Linked DNA regions of Mus musculus: regions 1 and 2 are each linked to region 3. The links are chromatin contacts, called in public HiChIP or PLAC-seq and promoter capture Hi-C maps. All regions are on one chromosome and are shown on one strand. Each heading gives the region's core, a stretch centred on a gene start, on an enhancer-like site or on the middle of the called end of the contact. The rest is flanking DNA. Distances are from core to core; before and after follow the strand shown.

Region 1 (4,121 bases), core at 37-2,536, 920 kb after region 3:
GAGTAATAACATTAGGAAGGTTGAGACCCACTGGTCTAAACTAACTATACCCCCAGGCTGCCTTCTGTAAATGAAACCACTGAGACTCTAACCACTGCGGTTCTGGTCCTATCTGAGTGGAACCCATATGTAAAGGTCCCGTTTCTTTAGTAATCAGCCTCCCCAGGGGACCCTCCCTCCAGCTGTTCTCTTCCACCTTATACTCATGACTCAGCCATTGGCAGGGTGGCTGTGTGTGGAGATTCAGAGGCCATCTTCTGGTGCCATCTGTGCACTGTCACCACACAGCCAGTCCAGTGTGTATGTGTGTGGCGGGGGGGGGGGGTGTTAAACACCAGCCTGCCCCTATTTAAGCCAAATCCTGTAGCCTGAAGGGCTCGGGCACACACCCTGCAACCTCTGGAGCATAGTTAAGAAGAAACCATGCTGTAGCTAGCTAGCTCTTCCACGATCTTTGTTCTGTCCTTGGCTATGTTGACTAAATAACAGGTTCCCAGCAATTGGGAGGCAGAGGCCGGGGATTTCTGAGGTTGAGGCCAGCCTGGTCTACAGAGCTAGTTCCAGGACTGCCCAGGTTACACAAAGAAACCCCCTGTCTTGAGTGGGGGGGGGGGAGCAAACAAAAAAAACTTGATGTGAAATTTTATGCGAGCCCTAAGAACTCACGAAAGTCCCACACTTTGTCCCGAGAGGCGTCTCAGGTTCCCCCCACCCCCCATCATCCATCTCACAGGGGGGGGTCTCTTCCCCTCGCCCTCTCTTTCTCACTTCTTTTTTAGATGTATTCGTACTCTTTTTACTTATATGTATGTGTCTGCCCGTGTGAATGCCACATGTGTGCAGGGCCCACAGAGGCCAGAAGAGGGCACTGGGTCCAATCTATTTACAGACAGTTGCAGAGCTTTTCTCCACGTTACAATGGAAAGCCTCTCCTTCCCTTTGAGACCCCAGTGTGTTTGCACCTCACACACTGCACCACTTTCTGTCTGATGCTCTTCCTCCGTGGAGAGGGTCGATCAAGGCCTCGAGGCCCATTCTACAATAAGCCTTTCCCGAGAGGGGATTGTGTGGCAGCCTCCTTCTCCCTGCCTGGTCACTACTTTTTTATCATCCTTTCTGTTATGGTATTTGACAGGGAGGGGCTAGATGCCTGTTAGCCTGGCCCTACCCAGGAGCTTGTAGACCTTGCCACACCTCACCTCAGCATCCCTGCCCCCACACCCACTGCCACCCCACCCCCACCCTCCAGGCAGAACCAACCCCACCCACAGCTATCCCATCTGTTTTTGCCTCCATCAGGTTCCCCTCTGGGCACAGAAGCCTGGAAGCACCACCAATGGCTTGGGCTAGGAGAGGGTGGGGACAGTTCCCCTGTCTCTCACTAGCACAGCTGGTGGCTGGCAGGGCAGTACCCAAGTGACTCATGTGACTTTATGAGAAGTGCATTGGGCTGTTGGCTTCATAAACCAGCCCAGGACTCTGTCTCATGGCATGCCAGGAAAAACAAACAACAAACCGCCCGCAACGATGACACCCCTATAAAATGTCACTCATAAAGTTGCACCGTTCTTTCAGAGGGGCTGGTGAAGACACACATCAGAGACATCACTCCTCCAACTTTCTGCCATCCAGACCAGACAAGATCATTAAAGGTGGACTGATACAGATCCTCCCTTATCCCCCCCAACTGAGGCCCAGAACCCCTGAGCGGGGACCAGGCGCTCTTGTCTACCTGTCCCTTCCAATGCTTGTCCCTTGACTCCCTCAGTGGTGCCTTTCATCATGAAGGAGATTTTTAGTTCGGAGATCCAACCTAACTGATTTCCTTGACGGTCCTTGAGTTCTCAACCTTGTTCAGAAAGGATGTCCCTGTTCCTAAGGACATCTTCCTTTTGGGAAGTGTCACTTGGAGTGCAGAGAAGGGGCTGGAACTCTGCCTGGAGTGTGGAGGCCACCAAGGCATGGGTCTGGCAGCCGCTCTCCCAGGATTTTCTGGAGGCTGCCGGAACCTCTCAGGGACTAGAGATGATGTTTTCTTTCTTCTTTTAGAGATGAAGTCTTACTCCTTAGCCCTGCCTGGCCTGGAACTCACTATGTAGATCAGGCTGGCCTTGAATTCATACAGAACAGCCTGCCTCTGCCTCCCAAATGCTGGGATTAATGACAAGTGACAATTGTTGTTTTTTTTCTGCAGCAAAATGGCTGGGTGCTTTTCTTTTCTGGACCTACAGTTTCCTCAGTAAGCTTAGGGTCTCTAATTCTCCTGTGTTACATGCCCAGCTCACACACCCCACCCCACCCCACATCACAAGACCCTCTTCACTCAGGTCCACTCTTACACATAACTCTTTTTTTCATCTGTCCATGTCCCTTCTGGGAACACACAGCCTCACCCAGTGCCCAGTGAGGACTCCTATTATTTTGTTCCCCACATGTCACCTGTTGAAATTGTCTGCTTCCTCAGTACCTGGGCCCCATCCACAGGGACACCCAGTGGCCTGCTTCACTTCTCCAAGCAAGCCTTGCATGGGCCCACTAGCCTGAGCAGCAGTCAGCTGGTCTCCTGGACCCTCATCTGTCCTTACTTAGGCTCTTTTTTTTTTAATTGGGTATTTATTTCATTTACATTTCCAAGGCTATCCCAAAAGTCCCCCACACGCTCCCCCACCCACTCCCCTACCCACACACTCCCACTTCTTGGCCCTGGCATTTCCCTGTACTGAGGCATATAAAGTTTGCACGACCAATGGGCCTCTCTTTCCACTGATGGCTGACTAGGCCATCTTCTAATATATATGCAGCTAGAGACACGAGCTCCGGGGAGTACTGGTTAGTTAATATTGTTGTTCCACCTATAGGGTTGCAGATCCCTTCACCTCCTTGGGTGCTTTCTCTAGCTCCTCCATTGGGGGCCCTGTGATCCATCCAATAGCTGACTGTGAGCATCCACTTCTGTACTTAGGCTCTTGAGAACTGGCAACAGTACAGAGCCATTACAAAGCACTGGGAACGGCCAGCACTCAAATCTCTGCTCATTCCAACTGCCATCCCGTGAGCCCCAGCCAGGAGCCCCAGTGAGGGCATCTCCTTCAGAGTTCCAGCTCTCCCTCCCCTCTGTATGCCCCGTGCCAAGAGCTATGGACTCCTTTCTCCTTCCTGTAACACATTTCTGATTGACTCCCTGCCTCCCTGTCCCCAAAGCGGTGCTTTTAGGTCACTCCGCACAGAAGCCTTCTCCATCTCTGCCCTCCTTCAAGTTCCTGTGAACTTAATTTACATATGTACTAAGGGGGGCCCACAGCTGGGACCAGGGTCTTAACCCGTCAGCTCCCCAGTAGGGACATCACTATACCCTTGCTCAGGAGCCCTGAGGCAGTGACAGCAAAGCTGGGTTTGGGCTGAGGATGCTCGCCGCAGCACCCCTTGTGGCTTCCATGGACCACAAAGTTGTTACAGATTTAGAACTTGCAATCATTTAACTCCCGCCCTCCCCCCAACCCCCACAAAGGCCATGAGATGGCTTGACCACAAGACAGATTAATTCTGTCAGCAGATTCATGATACTGAAGAGAAAAAATGACACTCCTAAGTGTTCCCTGTAGATACTGTAGGGTTGGACATTCGGCTTTGAGCTTGCTGGAAGGCAGGATGAAAAGGAAAACAGTGAATTTCCCAGATTTCTTACTACCAGAAAGGGGAAGCTAATTAGTTCCTCCGAAGTGACAGATACTTCCAGGAACTTATTTGCATGGGTGACTTAATAAAGTCTTCTAAAGAACTGGATAGCAAGCCGGGGATGCAGTCAAGAATCAGCAAAGGGGATGGAGAGATGGCTCAGCGGTTAAGAGCACTAACTGCTCTTCCAAAGGTCCTGAGTTCAATTCCCAGCAACCACCTGGTGACTCACAACCATCTGTAATGAGATCTGATGCCCTCTTCTGGTGTGTCTGAAGACAGCTACAGTGTACTTACATATAATAAATAAATCTTAAAAAAAAAAAAAGAATCAGCAAAGACAGGAGGTTCTGGAGGGAGTATGTGTCTTGCCTGTGGCTCAAGAAACCTGAAATTCCAGATGTCTCAGTTCAGCTGGATCTTGTCTTTGTTTTTGTTCTGGTTTT
Region 2 (4,268 bases), core at 301-2,800, 940 kb after region 3:
CCACACCTGGCTGACTTGTGAGCCTTTCAAAGGGTTAAAATTTTTTAAGCATTCAAGGACTTTTAAAAGCAGACCCAGTACACTGGGATATAACCGTGAGATTTGGGGCAAAGGGGTGGAAGGCTATATGGTCTTTAAAGTGACCTGTTTGTGTACCATTGACAAAGGATTGATCCTGGTGCTTGATTTTAAATGTCAACTTGCCACGATTTAGAATCGCCCAAGCAGCAATTCTCAGTTGAGGAATTATCTTGACTCCCTTAATGGATGTGGGAAGACCCACCCCAGAGATGGGCGGCGCCTTCTGGTGGCAGCCCAGATCAAAAGCAGGACATGGAAGAAGGAAGCCTTTTTCCCTGACCTTCCCCTCTGCTGCTAGTAGTCTACCCTGCTGCTGCCACCCCACTTGATTCCTTTGCTCAAGTCAAAATCAGCTTTCGACATGGACTGAGGACCAGATACCCTCCAGGTCTTCAGTACCACCTTGGGAGTGCCAAGGCACCAAAGGATTTCCCAGGTGGGTTCTCAGTGCTCCTACTTCCTCTGTATTGCATAAGCTAATTTGATAAATTCATGTGTGTGCGTATATGTGTTCGTATATATGTGTGTGTGTGCGCGCGCGCGCGCACGCGCGTGCGTGTGCACGCGTATACACTCATTAAGTGGACTCTGTTCCTCTAGAGCAGAGGTTCTCAACAGGGGTCACCTAAGATCATTAGAAAACACAGATATATATTATGATTCATACCAGGAAAAAATTACAGTTATGAATTAGCAAGGAAAATAATTTTACAGTTGGGGGGTCACCACAACATGAGGAATTGCATTACAGGGTCATAGCACTAGGAAGGTTGAGAACCGCTGCTCTAGAGAACCCTGACTAATATACCAATATATACTATTTTGATGATTTTCAAACTTAGAACAATTTTTCCCCTCTCTTTTGTGATAGATGAACTTACAGGGTGGGCCTTTTGAAAGGGGTTACAACCTGAGAAGATAAAACCAGGAACCCCTAGGATTGTACAAAGCGGTGAGGGCAGGGACCATGGACTAGGGAGGCCAGGGGTGGGAGGGTCTATTGAGAGTCCTGGAAAATGGCAGGTTTTCAGCTAACAAGGGAAGAAAACCTGAAGTAAACGTTACCTGTCCTGGAATCTTGATTCTTCCCGGGCAGAGGCTTCAGCCAGACTCAGTGAGAAGAGAGTCTCCTCCACCCCAGCCCTCATTAATTTTCCACGCTATTTTGTCCTGCTTCGTTTTGAAATAAACACTTGAAGACCCCAGCCCTCCCTTGGCCCTGTCTTGTCTCGGGTGCTCTGCTGAGCCTCAAAGCGAGGAGCTCAGGAAATCCGGAGAGAAGGGAGGGTGGCCACGGGCCAGGTTGCTACAATGCCCAGCCCTCTAAGACCCCTGAGGCAGGAAGGTCCCTAGCTCACCAGTTTCCCTCAACCTCCTTCCTGAGAGGAAGGGGCTGTCTATGTCCCCCACCCCAAGGGTGAAGGCTCAGCCAAACGCAGCAGGGAAGCCAGGAAGGTGTCGCAATTCTGGGTCCCCCCCACCCCCCGCCTGTCATTAACGACGGGGCTAGAAAGAGAAGTTTCGGGAACTTGCCCCAAGAGGAGAGGAGACGAGAGAGAAGAGAGAGCACAAGCGTGGGGGCTGGGCACAGCGCCCTAGCCCCAGTGTAAGTAGGGGGAGGGCGGGGAGCCCTGGAGACCTCAGACCATTCCCCAACCCTGCTAGGGCCACATCAGGGGGCCCAAGACAGGATCCTTGGGGAAATGGGAGTCTCTCTGTGTGTATAGCATCAGGGAGGTCAGACAGCTGGATCTCTGGGAACAGGAGCTGAGCTCAGGTATGAAGAATCCCACCCAGAGTCCCTATCCTTCAGACAGGCTTACTCCCTGCTTTCAGCCATTTGGCCTGCTTCTTCTCAGCAAGAACAGCTGTCTCAGAGTCTCTGGGCCTCTGTTTCCTCTCCCGGTTCCCTTAGCCTCTTAACTTTAAACAGTTGATGCAAGACTTGCCTGAGATAGCTTTCTCTGTCGGCCTCTCCACTTCTCTCTGCATCGCTCCAGCCTGCTCATCGTTGTTGTTGATGATGATGTTGTATGCAGCTCTCATGCAGACAAGGTTTATCATCTTGTCGGCAGATAAGAACCTTGAACTTCTTCTGATCCTCCTGTATCACAAATGCTGGTCTGTAGGCCTCCACCACCATGCCTGATACTTAATGTGGTACTGGGGATCAAGCCTTGGTCTTTGTGCCTGCTAGACAAGTGTTCAACCAACTAAGCTCTATCCCCAGCCCTGGTTGCTTTATATTTTTGAGATAGGTTTCGCTAAGTTGCCAAAATGAGATTTGAATGTCTTCTATAGCACAGGCTGGCCTTGATCTTGTAACACACTTGCCCCCACTTCCAGAATAACTGGTCTCAACCCCCTGCCACTGGGCTAGGCTCTACCTCTGTCTATTCTCTATGTATCTCTTTTCCCCAGCTTGTCTATTCACCCATCTATGATGCATTGATCCTTTATCTCTGCCACACCTGGGGATCTCGCTCCCATAGTTTATTCTCAACATCCTCTTCGTCCCCGTCTTCCCACAGACAGAATTTCAAAAGAATAGGACAGGAGAAGGGAGCCCAGAGGGAAGGTTGGCAACAATGAGCAAAAGGAAAAGGTAGAGAGGATGCTGTAGCAGCCTGACTTACGGCATCAGCTGTGTCCGTGGGCACAGTGGACACAGCGAGCAGCTGCAGAGCCCAGCACATGGCCAGAGTGGTGGGAAGAGCCTGAGAGGCTTGGAGCTAGAAGTAGACCTGGTGGCTATGCCAGGAGGCTATTGGTTCCTTTGGCTGATTTCCTGCTTTTAGGGCTCATACAGATAGCCCACTGCTTCTGAGAGCTTGTTCCTTGGGCACTGTGCCAAGAGCTTTCATCTTAACTGTCTCGCTTCATCGTTATAGCATTGCTGAGACATGAGTGGTATTGTTAAGCCCCTTTTTCCTAAATGGAGAAACTGAGACTCAGAATGGTGAAGTAACTCATCCAAGTTCACCAGGCAGGTGAGTGTTGGAACCAGAGTCAGAACTGGGCTCCCAGCCTCTTTGTACACTTCTTCCCTAGACAATGAGACATAGGCTCCAGCAGGCCCAAGCTCCTACTCAACTGGGGCCACCCTCAAGGCTTCCATAGGAAACTGTTCTGATGTTAAACATGCCAGCCCCATGCAATCTAGAGAGGAGGCCTGGTCTCCTCTGTTCTGTTTTCTGCTCTTGACATAAGCCTGTGGGAAGGATACAGTGGTACCAGGTATGAACTAGGCCTACTACAACCACAAATGAGTGGAGAACCAGCATCCTGAGCCCTGGGGGCTAAGTCTTTCCCACTCAGTGTGTACATATGTACATGTGTGTGTGCATGTGGATGCAGGAGATGATCAAACTGGTATGTTGATGTGAGGTTATTGTCTGAGGTTTCCATTGCTAGGATAGAACACCCTAGCCAAAAGCAACTTGGAAAAAGGGTTATTTCACCATACACTTCCAGGCAACAGTCCATCACTGAAGAAAGTCAGGGCAGGAATTTGAGACAGAAACTAATGCAGATGCCATTGAAGAGTGCTGCTACTGGCTTGGTCCCCATGGTTTGCTTAGCCTAACTTCTTGTAGCACTGGGACCACCCGTCCAGGGATGACACTACCCACAATGATCTGGCCCCTCCCACATCCAGCATTCATCAGGAAAATGTACCTACCACAGGCTTGCCCACAAGCAAATCTGGTAGAGGTATTTTCTCAACTGAAGTTTCCTCTTCCCAAATGATGCTAGCTTGTATTACGTTGACACACAACTAGCCAGCACAGTTACAAAACAAAGATTGGTAAACAGAGATATGGGGGGGGGGCGCAAGAGGGAAGAAAAGCTTGCGCCCCCTCCTAGCTCCATCCTATCCCTGCTCTTTCTAGGAGACAGATTTGACCTTGGCAGTGTGTTGCACACATGGACATTTCCTTGATACCCTGGTGAGGGGAAAGCCATTGATTTGAACCATTTCATGTCTTTCTCTTAAAGGCAGTACAGGCCAGTGTCACCCCATGTTGCAAGCACTGAGACTCAGGGGTCAGGTATCCTGCCCAGATACTGGCAGAGCAAGGCTCTGGCTGCAAATCCTGTTCTTAACCATCTCTCACTGCCTCCAGGTAAGCTTCAAGCTGGCAAAATGGTAGGGCTGGGAGCCTGCACCCTGACTGGAGTTACCC
Region 3 (4,469 bases), core at 1,160-3,659:
GTTAGAAAGTACATTTAGAATTGGCAAATTAAAACCCAGTAAAATAAGGAAGAGAAGCACGTATAGAGAGGTGTCCACTGAATTCAGCAATGCACAAAAAGAAACAAGATGGCCAAGAAATTTATTCCTGACATTCAAAGCCGCTACATCTGAAAGTCCATCCACGTTCTCCACCATGTTATGTTTAAAGAGGGGCTGGAGCAATGGCTACGCTGGCAGGAGACACAGGTTGCATTCCTAGCCCCGACATGCTGGCTGACAACTGTGACTCCAGCTCTCTCTCTGGCTTCCACTGGTACCATGGTACAGACACTTGCAGACAAAACAGAAAAGAAAAAGTCTGAAAAAATATATATATATATTTAAAAAGCTAAGGATGGCTGGGCATGGTGGTGCACGCCTTTAATCCCAGCACTTGGGAGGCAGAGGCAGGTGGATTTCTGAGTTCGAGGCCAGCCTGGTCTACAGAGTGAGTTCCAGGACAGCCAGGGCTACACAGAGAAACCCTGTCTAAAAAAAAAAAAAAAAAAAAAAAAAAAAAAAAAAAAAAAAAAGCTAAGGATGCTGAGCCACAAAGGCGACATGTTTACCATGACCACCACCCTAAGGCTTAGGGGCCATTTCAGACGGCCAGAGCCAGAGGTCGGGGAGGAATGAGGTGAGCAGTGCCTTCTCCACATGGACAGGTCAGGGCTGCTGTATTCAGGAGCCCAGCAGCTGTAGCTGCTTACAAAAGACTGGCCTAAGATCAAGCCAGTCATCTTGGCAGCATGTAGGAGAGAGAGGTGCCCAAGCCTCCATCCCTAGCTAAGAAGCTATCAACAGTGGGTGACTCCTGTGGGGGAAGAGTCAGCTTTAAGGTGTGGGCCCTGGTAGGTTGATCACTTTCCATTGGATGATCTCACACCTATAAATATATGGGCATCTCAAATTGGGACTCAGTCATTAAAACGGGGCAGGGGGAAAAGCTGGAGAGAGGATGGATCAGAGCTCTCCCCCAGGACCCTGGTTCAATCTCCAGCACCCACATGGCAGCTTACAACTATTCCTCCAGTCCCAGGAGGATCTGATGTCTTCTGGTCTTCTTGGGAATTGCATGCATATGGTACAGAGACATACATGCAGGCAAAACACTCATAGACATAAAAAGAAAATTTCCAAGGTCTGATTGTTATTTTTTTGAGCCTAGGCTAGCCTCAAATTCTCTGTGTAGTTGAGGCTCATCTTGATTTTTTCCCCCTCAAAACAGCTGTCCTGTCTGTCTTCGAGTCCCCTGAGTGCTGGGAATAAAGACATGTGCCACCATGCCTGGCCCTGGGAGGTTCTTCTGTGGGCCAGGCTGGCAGGAAAGGAAGAGATGCTAGACTCAAATTCAGGGATTTGTGCAAGCTTGGGCTTAGGCAGATATTTTACCAACTGAGTTTCATCTACAGCCTTGACTTTCTTTTTTGGGGGGTGGTGGTGAAACTGTCTTATATAGTCTTACTGGCCCAAATACTATGTAGTACCTTGACCTTCCTGCTTCTTTTACCGCGGCCTCTTGGGTGCTAGAATTATAGGCATGTACTACTGGAGAGGAACAAGAGATTAGTGAAGAGGTTTGTGAGAGAGAAAATTAGGCAAGAGGAGTTTTAGAAAATTGAGAATTTCTCATACCTGTTGAACAATATACATCTAGGGCATAGAAACCCAAGGACATCCACCCATGGGGGCAAAGAACGCCACCTAAACTACGAGTGACGTTGCTGAGCACTGAGAATGCAGAGGTGGGCTCAGGGTGTACCTGTAGAGTGCTTGCTTCGTCTGTCCTGAGATCCATCCCCAGCACCTATTAACAGCGGGCATGCTCAACACATGGAATCCCAGCAGTGGGAAGGCAGAGGCAGGACGATAAACTCACGGTCTGTTTCTGTTCAATACCAGCCTGGATACAGTTCTGGATCTGAAGATAGAAGCTAATTCTTTCATAATCCTTCCCCTCCGGCAAACCACGTACAACAGGAGATCTGCTTGCCTGTGCTAAACCCAGCAAGATGTTGGTTTGGGGATCTTCTCTGCAACCCGGTTGGTGGGCGGAACCTTGCTCAGGTTTTCCACCTGCAGTTGGGTGGTGTTGCAAGGACCTCGTCTGCCGGGAGACATATGGAATACTCAACAGGCCTATGCTGCAGCTGGGTTCTCGATGTAGTGAATGTCTGTGGGTGTCTGTTAAGCTCAGAGGCCCACAGTGGAGCAGCAAGGAAGGTCCCACACGTACAAGCGCCTCTCCGCGCCGGCTTTCGCGCGCTGAGCCGGCCAGCTTCCCCGGAAGCCGCGCGCGCAGGCGCGGTGTGGGGGGTCGCGCCCCCTGGCGGCCAGCGGCGACAGTGCGCAGGGTCCGCCTACTGGTCGCGCGCCGCCGCCTCCGCCGCCGCTTGAGCCCAACATGGCGATGCACAACAAGACGGCGCCGCCGCAGATCCCAGACACCCGGCGGGAGCTGGCCGAGCTGGTTAAGCGGAAGCAGGAGCTGGCGGTGAGTGGCCGAGGCCTGGACGCCGTCCCCACTTGGCCTCGCAGGCAGCTCCGGAGGCGAGGACGGCGGGCAGCCAGGGTCTGGGCGCTCTGGGCGGCCGGGCGCGGCGCGGTTCCCTGCGGCGGCGCGGTTCCCGGCCTGCGCTCAGTGGGGCGGGGCGGGGCGGTGAGGGCGCGGGAAGGGCGAGAGGCAGGAGGCGGGGACGACGCTCAGGTCGGGTTAGCGGTTGGAAAGGAGGCGGCTAGACCCCGGCCTGGAGAAGATGCACGATGGATTCCATGGGCGGCGCGTTTCAATGGCCGGGGAATGTGGTGTATTTGAGGATGCCAAGGAACGGGGCTGGCGGGAGACCCAAGACGCAGCCTAGGGAATTTGGATTGGTGACGCGCACCAGGAGCCGCCGGCACCCTGCTGACTGCCCTGTAGGCTCCCGCCTTTTACGGCGAGCATCCGGGAGGCAAAGCTCACCTGAAGCTGCCCTTCCAGGTTTCCATAGCAACCGGCATCCACTGCGGGCGGCCCTTCCAGAGCTAGCAGGGAGGAAGCAGTTGATGTAGAAGAGATGCTTTTGAAAAGCTGTTCACCCTTCTCGCTGCTGGTAGCAACACATTTAGTGAGTGAGAATGGAGACAGCTCACGGTCTGTCTCATCCCTGCTCGTGACAGCTAGGTTTTGCCTCTGAAGTAGATGCAAAATCTTGCATGTGTGTGCATTTTCTGAGGATAGACTATACATTTCATTCTATTTATAAAGGGGTCCATCACCCCTACACTTCCACAGAAATGGTTCATTGTGGGTAAGCTTGACTTTACAAGTCTGTGACGGAATTTCAGTTTGCTTAATGCTTGTTTTTCCCTGTCCCTGTTTTCATCACCTAGGAAACACTTGCAAACTTGGAGAGACAGATATATGCTTTTGAAGGAAGCTACCTGGAAGACACTCAGATGTATGGCAATATTATCCGTGGCTGGGATCGGTATTTGACCAATCAAAAGTGAGTGTCAAAATCTAGTAGTATTAGCTGAGCACTGGTGGTGCACGCCTTTAATCCCAGCACTTGGGAAGCAGAGGCAGGTAGATTTCTGAGTTCGAGGCCAGCCTGGTCAACAGAGTAAGTTCCAGGACAGCCAGGGCTATACAGAGAAACCCTGTCTGGAAGAAAAAAAAATCTAATAGTATCTCTCCATTTTATCCTCTACTAATATTTGGCTGCAGGATTTTTGTTTTGATTTAAAACATGGTCTTACTATGTAGCCCTGGTTAGCCTGGAACTCACTAAGTAAAGCAGGCTGGCCTCGGATTCACAGATCACATAGCTCTTTCTCCCTCTGACTTCTGACTGATAGATTTAAAGGTATGGACTGTCATGTCCAGCTTGGGACATTTGCTTTTGGCATTTACTCTGCAAGGAGATGGTAGAGCCGTAGTGTGGAATGGGGTCTAAGCTTGAACTTGTACTCTGACGGCTCACGGAGAAACCTTGGGGAAGCCAGTATTTGTGATGAAAGAAAATAGGGCCCATGGTGCAGGGATGTGTGGGTGTAAGTGAAGTACAGCCTGTGACCGAACTGTCTTCCACATTTTCATCAGCCACGCTGTGCCATTACGATCTTTGTTCTACCTCCAAGTTCATTGTTACCACTGTCAGCTCAGTCATGCGATTGTATAAAAATGCCTACGCTTGTGAGGAATTTTTCAAATCTGTAGGAAAACTGAGATGAGAATGTGCATGACCAGTTAGTGTTTTTCCCATGTATTCATGAGTTGCTAACTCACTGTGGGTGCATGCTCTCTCTGAAGTACGAAAACTTCTCTGTGTGCTTAAGAACCTTTTGTTTGGAAATAATTTACAGATGGCGATAGAAAGCTGTACAAACAATAGACATGGCTTGTGTGTGCTTACGTAGTTTTCTCTGATGGTTACGTTTTACGTAACTATAGAGTATCATCAAAA

What was found. Promoter capture Hi-C pulls out the DNA fragments that hold promoters and counts their contacts. HiChIP or PLAC-seq counts read pairs in DNA pulled down with a chosen protein or histone mark.
Region 1: a contact with region 3 is called in a promoter capture Hi-C map of embryonic stem cells, with 6 times the contacts expected there. The contact joins the enhancer-like site here to the promoter of Meaf6 in region 3. A contact is called at or near these places in 7 of 39 promoter capture datasets (the SN4741 cell line, cranial neural crest, embryonic stem cells and 3 more), 2 of 15 datasets of contacts at CTCF or cohesin (the NIH/3T3 cell line and large pre-B cells), 6 of 115 datasets of contacts at active chromatin or transcription factors (bone marrow-derived macrophages, embryonic basal ganglia, embryonic stem cells and 3 more) and 1 of 9 other capture datasets (embryonic stem cells).
Region 2: an H3K4me3 HiChIP or PLAC-seq map of bone marrow-derived macrophages shows a contact between it and region 3, with 7 times the contacts expected there. The contact joins the promoter of Csf3r here to the promoter of Meaf6 in region 3. A contact is called at or near these places in 6 of 39 promoter capture datasets (the HPC-7 cell line, cranial neural crest, liver and 2 more), 1 of 15 datasets of contacts at CTCF or cohesin (large pre-B cells), 7 of 115 datasets of contacts at active chromatin or transcription factors (bone marrow-derived macrophages, embryonic basal ganglia, embryonic hindbrain and 4 more) and 1 of 9 other capture datasets (adipose tissue).

What each region holds. Positions count from the first base shown.
Region 1 is chr4:126,000,610-126,004,730 of GRCm38.p6, forward strand. No RefSeq gene overlaps it. Among named protein-coding and RNA genes, the nearest start is that of Gm32908, 22 kb to the right of the region's middle. Within about 2 kb of position 1,287, at least 13 of the 459 cell types and tissues checked have an H3K27ac peak or open chromatin away from gene starts, as enhancers often do. A contact at or near this core is called in embryonic stem cells, where this site is marked.
Region 2 is chr4:126,023,109-126,027,376 of GRCm38.p6, forward strand. It overlaps Csf3r (colony stimulating factor 3 receptor (granulocyte)), which reads left to right and starts at 1,551. Exons shown (of 17, transcript NM_007782.3): 1 at 1,551-1,687; 2 at 2,973-3,071; 3 at 4,209-4,268. The coding sequence starts at 4,229. Gm32908 (a long non-coding RNA gene) reads right to left here and starts at 1,546. Exons shown (of 4, transcript XR_003955278.1): 1 at 1,147-1,546.
Region 3 is chr4:125,082,752-125,087,220 of GRCm38.p6, forward strand. It overlaps Meaf6 (MYST/Esa1-associated factor 6), which reads left to right and starts at 2,410. Exons shown (of 8, transcript NM_001374123.1): 1 at 2,410-2,515; 2 at 3,394-3,509. The coding sequence starts at 2,426.